3 separate regions of the Mus musculus genome follow, and regions 2 and 3 are each linked to region 1. The links are chromatin contacts, called in public HiChIP or PLAC-seq maps. All regions are on one chromosome and are shown on one strand. Each heading gives the region's core, a stretch centred on a gene start, on an enhancer-like site or on the middle of the called end of the contact. The rest is flanking DNA. Distances are from core to core; before and after follow the strand shown.

Region 1 (2,700 bases), core at 138-2,637:
GTATTTACATAATTTGCATATGCTCCTATGCCTTTGCTGATTTTCCATGGAGTTCCACAACACTGATTCTGCAAAGACTCCTCCCTCTGCTATTTGCAATATAGACTAAGTTCTGATCACATTCTTGCTACGATAAAATATCCTGACAAAGGCGACTTCAGAGCAGGAGGCTTGTTTGTCTACAGTCACAAGCTACAGTTCTCCGTGTTGGAACAGTGAAGCCAGGAACTGGCAGCAGCCTGTCACGTCCACAGTGAGAGTAGAGCGGGAACAAATGGATGCCTGCTTTTGCTCAGCACCCTCTTGACATTTATCTGCTCCCCGCCCCAAACCCTGGGAACAGTGACACCCACAATAGGCAGATCTCCCCACCTCAATTAATGGGATCAGAATGATTGCCCCACAGATATGCCCACAGGCCAACCTCACTCTTCTGCACAGTCCCTCTCTGAGACTCTGTTTCCAGGTAGATCTAGGATGTGCCAAGTTGACAAGCAGACCTGACCATCACAGACTATTTCTCTCTTAAAATACCTTCAGAGGTTGGGATATAGTTCAACAGTACTACATCAGTCTATATAAGCCCCAGGCCATCCCCCAAAAACACCACCACTGTGAATACACTCTCTCGAGTGCACACACACGTACACACGTGCACACATGCACACACGAATGTACCCATGATTTCCTAAATGCCTTAAGGGTAATCATATTTTATGAAAAAAAAAAACCTAACAAATACTTTAAAATATACAGTACTTATACCAATCACAAGACATTAAATTACAAAAAATATAAGACTCTGTTTGACATGTTATTTTGTTTTTAATTAATAAATGTGTTTCTTTTTAGATAGTATATTTATTTGTTTGTTTGTTTGTTTGTTTATGTGTTTGTGTGGTTGTTTGTATGTGTACCACACGCATGTGCCTGCCGAGGCCAGAAAATGGCAGCAGATTCTACAAAGCTAGAGTTACGGGCAGTTGTGAGCAACTGGATATGGGCGCTGGGTATCAAACCTGGGGTGACTGCAAGAGCAACGAGACTCTTAACCACTGAACCATCTCTCAAGCCGGATTTATTTACTGGGAGGAGGGGCCACACATACCCTGCAGGGTAAGCTCTGTGGCAGGCACATCTCTACTCAGCCATCTCTCCAGCAACATGTATTATTATTTTAGCAGTAGAAGACCGAAGACAATTGAGAAAATAGGATAGCTGTCCAGAATGTAAAGATATTTACTTTTTCCTTTGGACACGCTGAACTACTCTAATTTGAGCTGGACAACACACCAAGGCCTGGGAAACTGCAATGAGCCAAAGTTGTCAGTAGGTGACAGAAGAGCACTGCACAGCACCAATTGAGCTCTTTGAGGCTGTTGAGCTGTTTGAGGTTATTGAGCTATTTGGTTGAGAGACTTACAGAGAAGCTATTCTCTTCAGGAGCACCTAAGGGGAGGAAGGCTTCCTTCCAGCACATTCCGTTCCAGGAATCACCCGTTTTTATGGGGAACCACCTAAGGCATTCAGGTTACATCTTGTAAAAGAAGAGCTCTTGTGAGGGCATACGACATCTTCATTCCTTCTGCCTTTCAGATTGAGGATAATCAGATCGTATATTTCTTTTCTAAAACAAGATGTTGGTGTGTAACCCGGGATGCTCTCAGACTCTCAGCTCTCTTCCTCCCTCCATTCCACAGTTCTGAGCTTATAAGAATTACAGACTTACCTCTGATTGGCAAGTGTCTATTTTCCCTGCAAACTCTGAGAAACTTTGTATAGCTGTATCCAAAGAAAGAAGTGTTTTCATAATGCCATAGAGAACAGTTTGAGTTTTGCTTCATTAGACAAAGCCACGTTTCTTCTTGTCTTCTGGGTCATTGCCTTCTCCTGCCTGCTCCTTTTCTAATTGTACATCTTTGGGAGACTAGGCATCAAAACAAGCCTGACTAAGGCCTTTATTTATGGATGTGCTGTCCAGTGAATACAAAAACACTAGAGTCCCTGGCTTAGTCCGGTTTTGTCAACTTGACACAAACCTAGACATTATCTGAGAAGATGAACCTCAAATGAGAAAATGCCTCCATCAGATTGCCTAGAGGAAACTCTAAGAACATTTTCTCCATTAAATATTGGTTTGAGAGGATGCAGCCTAGTGGGGGGGGGGCGTCTGGGTGTGTAAGAAAGCAGGCTGAGCAAGCCATGGTGGGCAAGCCAATGAGCACTGTTCCTCCATGGCCTCTGCTTCAGTTCCTGCTTCCAGGTCCCTGCCTTCAGATCCTGTACTGATTTCCATTTATTTCCGTTCCTTCTCTAGTTGCTCTTCATGGTGTCTTATAATAGGACTAGAGACCCTAAGACACGGGGTTCCAGAGATGGCTCAGTGGTTAGGGGAACTGACTATCCTTCCAGGGGACTTGGGTTCAAATCCCAACATCCACATGGCAGCTCACAGCGTCTGTAACTCCAAGATCTGACATTCCTACATAGACATACACTCAGGCAAAACACCAACACACATAAAATAAAGTAAATAAGATTTTTTTTAAAAAAGATGAAATAGAGGAAACCAAGACACTCCTCTAATGCTGAAAACTCTTTTGGTTTTTTTTTTTCTTTTTATCTTCCTCTTTTCTCTTCTCTTCTCTTCTCTTCTCTTCTCTTCTCTTCTCTTCTCTTCTCTTCTCTTTTCTTCTCTTC
Region 2 (2,700 bases), core at 89-2,588, 320 kb after region 1:
AACTGGCCGACTTCTAGGGAATAATAAAATGACCCTAACCACCCTTCAGTCTTCCGGGTTTCTTCCTCACTCTGGCCCTTCCAACACCCATTTTTCCGCCCACTTCCCCGGCTTTGGCTTTTGAGCATCTCTGGAGCAGTGATTCTCAACCTCCCCATTGCTAAGATCCTTCAGTACTGTTCCTCATATTGTGCTGACTCCCAACCGTAAATTTCTGTTGCTACTTCTTAACTGTAATGTTGCTGCTGTTATGAATGTTAATGTTTTCCGATGGTCTTAGGCAACCTCTATAAAAGGATCATTGGATTCTCCCGTATGGGGTGCGACCCACAGGTTGAGAACCGCTGCTTTAACAGGACCCCCACCCTACCCCACCCCCTAAGTCCAACTACCGCTCCCCAGCATAGCCCAGGGTGGAGCTACTCTCTCCGCTTCGTCATGGAGGGCGTAGGGGGCGTGCTCTTATGACGTAAAAGGACGGGGCGGGGGAGACCTGGACAGCCTGACGGAGGGACAGAGGGGCGGAGGGAGTGGCGGGAGACCCTTGCCACGCCTTAGGACTTTCCATATTGATAAATAGGGGAAATGTGTGTTCTCAAACACCCCTAGGAAAAGAAGTATCTTACTGAAAGCCTAATTTCAAAGCTACTCACTATTTATACCGACTTTTATATGTCACACATTACTAGCTTTTCGGTTTTTCTGTCTCCATAACTGTGAAAACCTTCACGCTTCTTTTCCCGCCTCCCCCTTCAGTTTTTGCCACAGATGGTAGCGTCCGGGGCGCGCGCAGGCGTAGAGCGCTCGGGGCGGTGCCGCGGAGGGGCGGGTGACGCAGCAGCCGTCGCTGCCATTTTAAGTTGTTTGTTCTTGTTTCTTTTCCTCAAACGCGACTCAGCCCCGGACCCGGGAGGTTCCAGCGGCAGCCGCTGCTTCTGAAGCCACTCCGGTGCGGGGGGTGGGGGAACCGAGGCTGTGGCCCCGCGGACGCTCGACCTCCTCCTCCGTTGCGGCTCTCTCCCCCCATCCGTCGGGGCTCTCTCTTGGACTATCTTCCTGAACCGGACTGTTGGGCGAAGCAGGCCTCGGGAGCCGACGCTCGAACCGAGACAACTTTGCCGGGCTCACTCCGCGGACAGGCCGTAGCGCAGGGCTCCCCTCCTTCCCTCTTCCCTCCCGCGCGCTTTCCTCTTCCTCGCCGTCTCCCCCCTCCCCCTACCAACCCCGCGCCGCGTCCTTCCCTCCGTCGCCGCCCGGGGCGCCGAGCCCGACTATGGGGCCCAGGTGGGGGCTGAGTGGCGGCAGCAGCGCGCGTGGCCCGGCCACAGAGCGCAGCGCAGCGGGCATGGAGGGGCTCCGTCGGCCCGTCGTGTTCTCTTGACATGGCTCCCGCCCGCGCCACGAGCAGCGCCCCCGCCGCCGCCGCCGCCTCCTCCTCCGCAGCCGCCGCTCCGCCCGCAGGCTGCGGCTAGACGGCCCACCGACGGTCGGCCTGCGAGTCCCGCTCTCCTCTCCGCGGGGACCCCGCCCTGCCGCCTAGATCCCGGCCTCTCTGTCCCCTTGGGAAACCACCCAGCCGCCCCCACTCGGGAAACATGGGCTGTTGAACGGGAAAAGCGAATCTAGAACCCGGGAACTTCATTCCTTGCTTTTTTTTGGGGTGGGAGGGTGGGCTTCCTTTTAAGAAGTAATTATTATTAACACGATTATTCTCTTCTTTTCCCCTCCTCCCAACTGATCCTTCCTACTTAACTCTCTTCCCGCCTCCTCTACCCGGGCGGGAATTGTTTCCACATTGAAATGAGTGAGAACCCGAGTGATCCAGTGTCTCCCGTGGTGCGAGTGAGTCGCTGCCGCTGAAGGCCAGGGGTTGTGGGTGGGACCTGGGGGTCGAAGGCAGGTGATCCCCGGGCCCGGCCTGGGACGTGGGAGAACCCGCCACCTTAGCCTCAGCCATGCTCACACGAAGATAATCGAACTCCCTACCATCCCGAACTTGAACGGGGTCAAATTTATACGGAGGGCTCCCCGGGGAATGTAGAACCCACCGCAGGGCTAAGGGTGCTTGGATCCCGGGCATTAATCAGGGCTAATCACAGAGCCGGAATAACTATTAATACCGTTTAATAGACCCCCCTTTCCCTCTGCCATCATGGTTCTCCTTGGCAGCAGCGTTCGCAGCCGCCTGAGGGTGAAAACGTGGGTGATGGGGAAGTTGGTAATGACTCCGCTGTTTTTTCTCATGACTCCTTTGGGCAACAGCTGTCCACCCCCGGTATACACTGTAGTTGATTGCAGGGAAACCCTGTACCTCTCCCCTTCTTTCTCTGCTGATTTTGCACTTTTCTCTTTGCTCACCACCAAGTGTAATCAATAGCAAAGCACTGACAGTTCATAGCAGTAGTGAAATCTGAAATAACTAAGAATTAATCAGGTACTACAGCCATGGATCTGGCTGGGTAAAATCCAACTGGGGATTTCAGTTTCATTCACCTACCCTGTTTTGGTGGTTTTCAGTTTTTGGGTTTTTTGTTTTGGGGGGGGTATTTTTTTTTTCCCTGTATTTGGGAAGCAACATCACAATTTTCCCTCCCTTTTCTCAATTTCTTAATCCCTTTTCTGAAAAGGGACTATGCGAATGGGTTTCAAGGATTGGACCGGTGTCAGCTGTGTTTTACTGCGCACCTAAATCCTGATGAT
Region 3 (2,700 bases), core at 178-2,677, 480 kb after region 1:
ACATACACATTAGCAATTCATGAGACTAATTTTCATGAACTCTGAATTCACAAAATTGAACACTTTTTTTTACACTTGATAATTTGATAATTTCTGATATTTAAATATCTTTTCATAAATATTTGACTAAGGCACCTATTCTTTTTTTGTTGTTGTTCTGCATCATTGGGAAACTTACTGTCCCTGTGAAGCTCAGTTTCCTTTTATGTAAAATGGGAATATAATGGTTTCAATCCCTAAGTGCCACTGGCAAAGTTAAATGACCAGTGCTGGTGAGAAGAGTGTTGAATTCGTGACACACAGAATCAGTCATGGGGCACTGGGAGCTTGTGCAGCTCCTGCAGTTGTTCCTGTTGTCATCAGTGTCAGAACCCACGTGTCTCCCTTTCATTTTGACTCAGGTACGTGCCCGTCAGGGATCTTCTGAGAATTTATGATAATCTCTATGGTCGGAAAGTCATCACCAAAGACGTCCTTGTTGATTGCACCTACCTTCAGTTCCTGGAAATGTAAGTGTGGACCAGAAGGGACCTCTCTGAGCACCCTTTTCGGATTTTAGTTCCAGGGGTTGCATTTCGAACTTATGGACTTCACTTCTGTCAAGGCAGTTGAGTGGTAGAAGACGCACATGGCTGGGCTGTCTCTTCACTATTTGCTTCATTTTTCTATAGCCACTGCAGCTCATGAAGATTCTTATTTGTGTTGCAGGCACGGGGAGATGTTTGCTGTTTCCAAGGTAAAGATGTGCTTTTTCTGACTCTTGGCTAAAGGATTGTATGTACACGGTGCAATGCCTTACTCCCCTGTCTCCTGCTGCAGCTCTATTCCACGTACTCTACAAAGTCCCCATTTCTGGTGGAGCAGTTCCAAGACTATTTCCTCGGAGGTCTGGATGACATGGCATTCTGGTCCACGAACATTTACCGTTTGACCAGCTTTATGCTGGAGAACGGGACCAGGTGGGTTTTGCCTTGCTAGATTCCCCACACAAAGCTTAGCATCTTCAGTTGATGAAACAAAAATCAGTGGAATACAATCTCAGAAGTGTTGTCTGAAGCCATTTGGGGAGAAAACAATGGAAACTATGAACTCTCTAACACCTGACTGGGGGACACCTGGTTGACTTGGTAAATGCTGTTCTAGGTTTAGGAACAGAGACAGAGAAGCAGATACTGCAGAACTGGGAATCACCGAGAAGTAGCTCACACACACCTCCCCATGCTCCCTAACCAAATCACTGGTGGATGGTTTGTAGAGCACAGGCTCTGCAGGAGACGGATGGAGGGCATAGGTGGGGTTGCAGCGTAGCCTCTCCTGGAAGAGCATTACCTTCATTTTGTCATCTTCAGGACCAGAGCTACTCAGAGACCAAACACAGAGCATACAGGAAGTTAGATCTTTAGAAAGAACTACCCCTAGTCCTAGGAAGCCACTGTTGATCAGAGAAACCGTACATCATCAGCATTGGGTACACATCTACCCCCCTCCAACCCCTGCCCCTGGCTGAGCTGCTGGGATGCTGGGGGTAAGAAGGAAAGGAAACTTTGAAGCCCCTGCTTCAGGGAAGGGGTGGCACTTGAAGCTTGGCTGGGCGTGTGAAGCCAGCAGTGGAGACGCAGGCTCTCTGCGCAAGAGCTATTCCCCAGAGCCGGTTCCAGGTCAGGAACTTGGAGTGTGGGTGTTGATAAGTTGATAAGAATAATATGTGATGTGTTCCTAAAAACATTTGCAATATTCACACATTATTAAGCATAATTACACATTGTTGATTTGAAATGAAATTCTCTTAAGTGCTAAGATTGACTCCTGCTTACTCCATGCAGATTTGCTTGGAAGACTCAGGAAGGGATAATTTGGTAGGGATTAGCAATCTAATATAAATTCTATTGAATTTAACCTGTTCTGTTCCGTGCTGTGCATCCATGTGTGTAGACGTCTTTGCATGTGTGTGCACGTGCATGCGTGAGGAGATCTGAGGTTGATGTGGGTGTCTTCCTCAGTTCCTCTCACCTTGTGACAGGGTCCCTTGCTGAACTCTGAGTTCACTTATTGCAGATTATCCGACTAGCTAGCTCATTCGGAGATCTCATATCTCCATCCTCTGAGCACTGACACTTCAGGTTGGCTCACCTTTCATTTATGTGAGTTCTGGAGACCCAAACCCTTATCTCCACAATTAGACAGCAAGTGTTCCACCCTCGGAGTGATCTCCCCAGCTCCAAAGTCTTATTTCAATAGTGATTCAAGTGACCTCAAAGCCTTTGCAGTGGAGTTTGGTTGTGTGTGTGTGTGTGTGTGTGTACATTCTGAAGCCAGAATGCTCTCCTCTTTTTTTTTTTTTTTTTTTTTTTTTTTTTTTTTTGTTGAGACAGTGTCTGTTATTGATCTGGATCTTGGTGATTAGGCCAGGCAGCTAGGCAGGCTGGCCTTGGAGCTCCTGAGGTCTGCTTGACTCTGCAAGCCCCCATGCCAGGCCATGGGTTCTGGGAATCAAACACAGGTCCTCATGTTTGCTTCCACTGACTGACTCATCTCCCTGGCCTGGATGAGAGTGTTTAGGTTCATGCAGCCTAGATGTAAAGAGGGTGGGGTTTGGAATTGGAGACATCTCTTTCTTACCACAGAGTTTTATGTCACAGGTTGTTAAACCTCCTAAGCTCTGATTTCCTGTTAAATGGGGATGCTCACCAGCCCATCTTG

The links. HiChIP or PLAC-seq counts read pairs in DNA pulled down with a chosen protein or histone mark.
Region 2: an H3K4me3 HiChIP or PLAC-seq map of pro-B cells shows a contact between it and region 1, with 4 times the contacts expected there. The contact joins the promoter of BC005537 here to the enhancer-like site in region 1. A contact is called at or near these places in 10 of 39 promoter capture datasets (the 3T3-L1 cell line, 3T3-L1-derived adipocytes, cranial neural crest and 6 more), 5 of 484 Hi-C or Micro-C datasets (adipose-derived mesenchymal stem cells, cortical neurons, regulatory T cells and 1 more), 23 of 115 datasets of contacts at active chromatin or transcription factors (the 230-238 cell line, CD8 T cells, the SCID.adh cell line and 19 more) and 1 of 9 other capture datasets (liver).
Region 3: a Foxp3 HiChIP or PLAC-seq map of regulatory T cells shows a contact between it and region 1, with 13 times the contacts expected there. The contact joins two enhancer-like sites. A contact is called at or near these places in 2 of 115 datasets of contacts at active chromatin or transcription factors (effector CD8 T cells and regulatory T cells).

What each region holds. Positions count from the first base shown.
Region 1 is chr13:24,480,739-24,483,438 of GRCm38.p6, forward strand. No RefSeq gene overlaps it. Among named protein-coding and RNA genes, the nearest start is that of Gm22013, 4.7 kb to the right of the region's middle. Within about 2 kb of position 1,388, at least 15 of the 459 cell types and tissues checked have an H3K27ac peak or open chromatin away from gene starts, as enhancers often do. A contact at or near this core is called in CD8 T cells, pro-B cells and regulatory T cells, where this site is marked.
Region 2 is chr13:24,800,319-24,803,018 of GRCm38.p6, forward strand. BC005537 (cDNA sequence BC005537) reads left to right here and starts at 1,339. Exons shown (of 5, transcript NM_024473.3): 1 at 1,339-2,700.
Region 3 is chr13:24,961,919-24,964,618 of GRCm38.p6, forward strand. It overlaps Gpld1 (glycosylphosphatidylinositol specific phospholipase D1), which reads left to right. Exons shown (of 26, transcript NM_008156.2): 9 at 402-509; 10 at 709-736; 11 at 820-959. Among named protein-coding and RNA genes, the nearest start is that of Gm34019, 5.0 kb to the right of the region's middle. Within about 2 kb of position 1,428, at least 5 of the 459 cell types and tissues checked have an H3K27ac peak or open chromatin away from gene starts, as enhancers often do. A contact at or near this core is called in regulatory T cells, where this site is marked.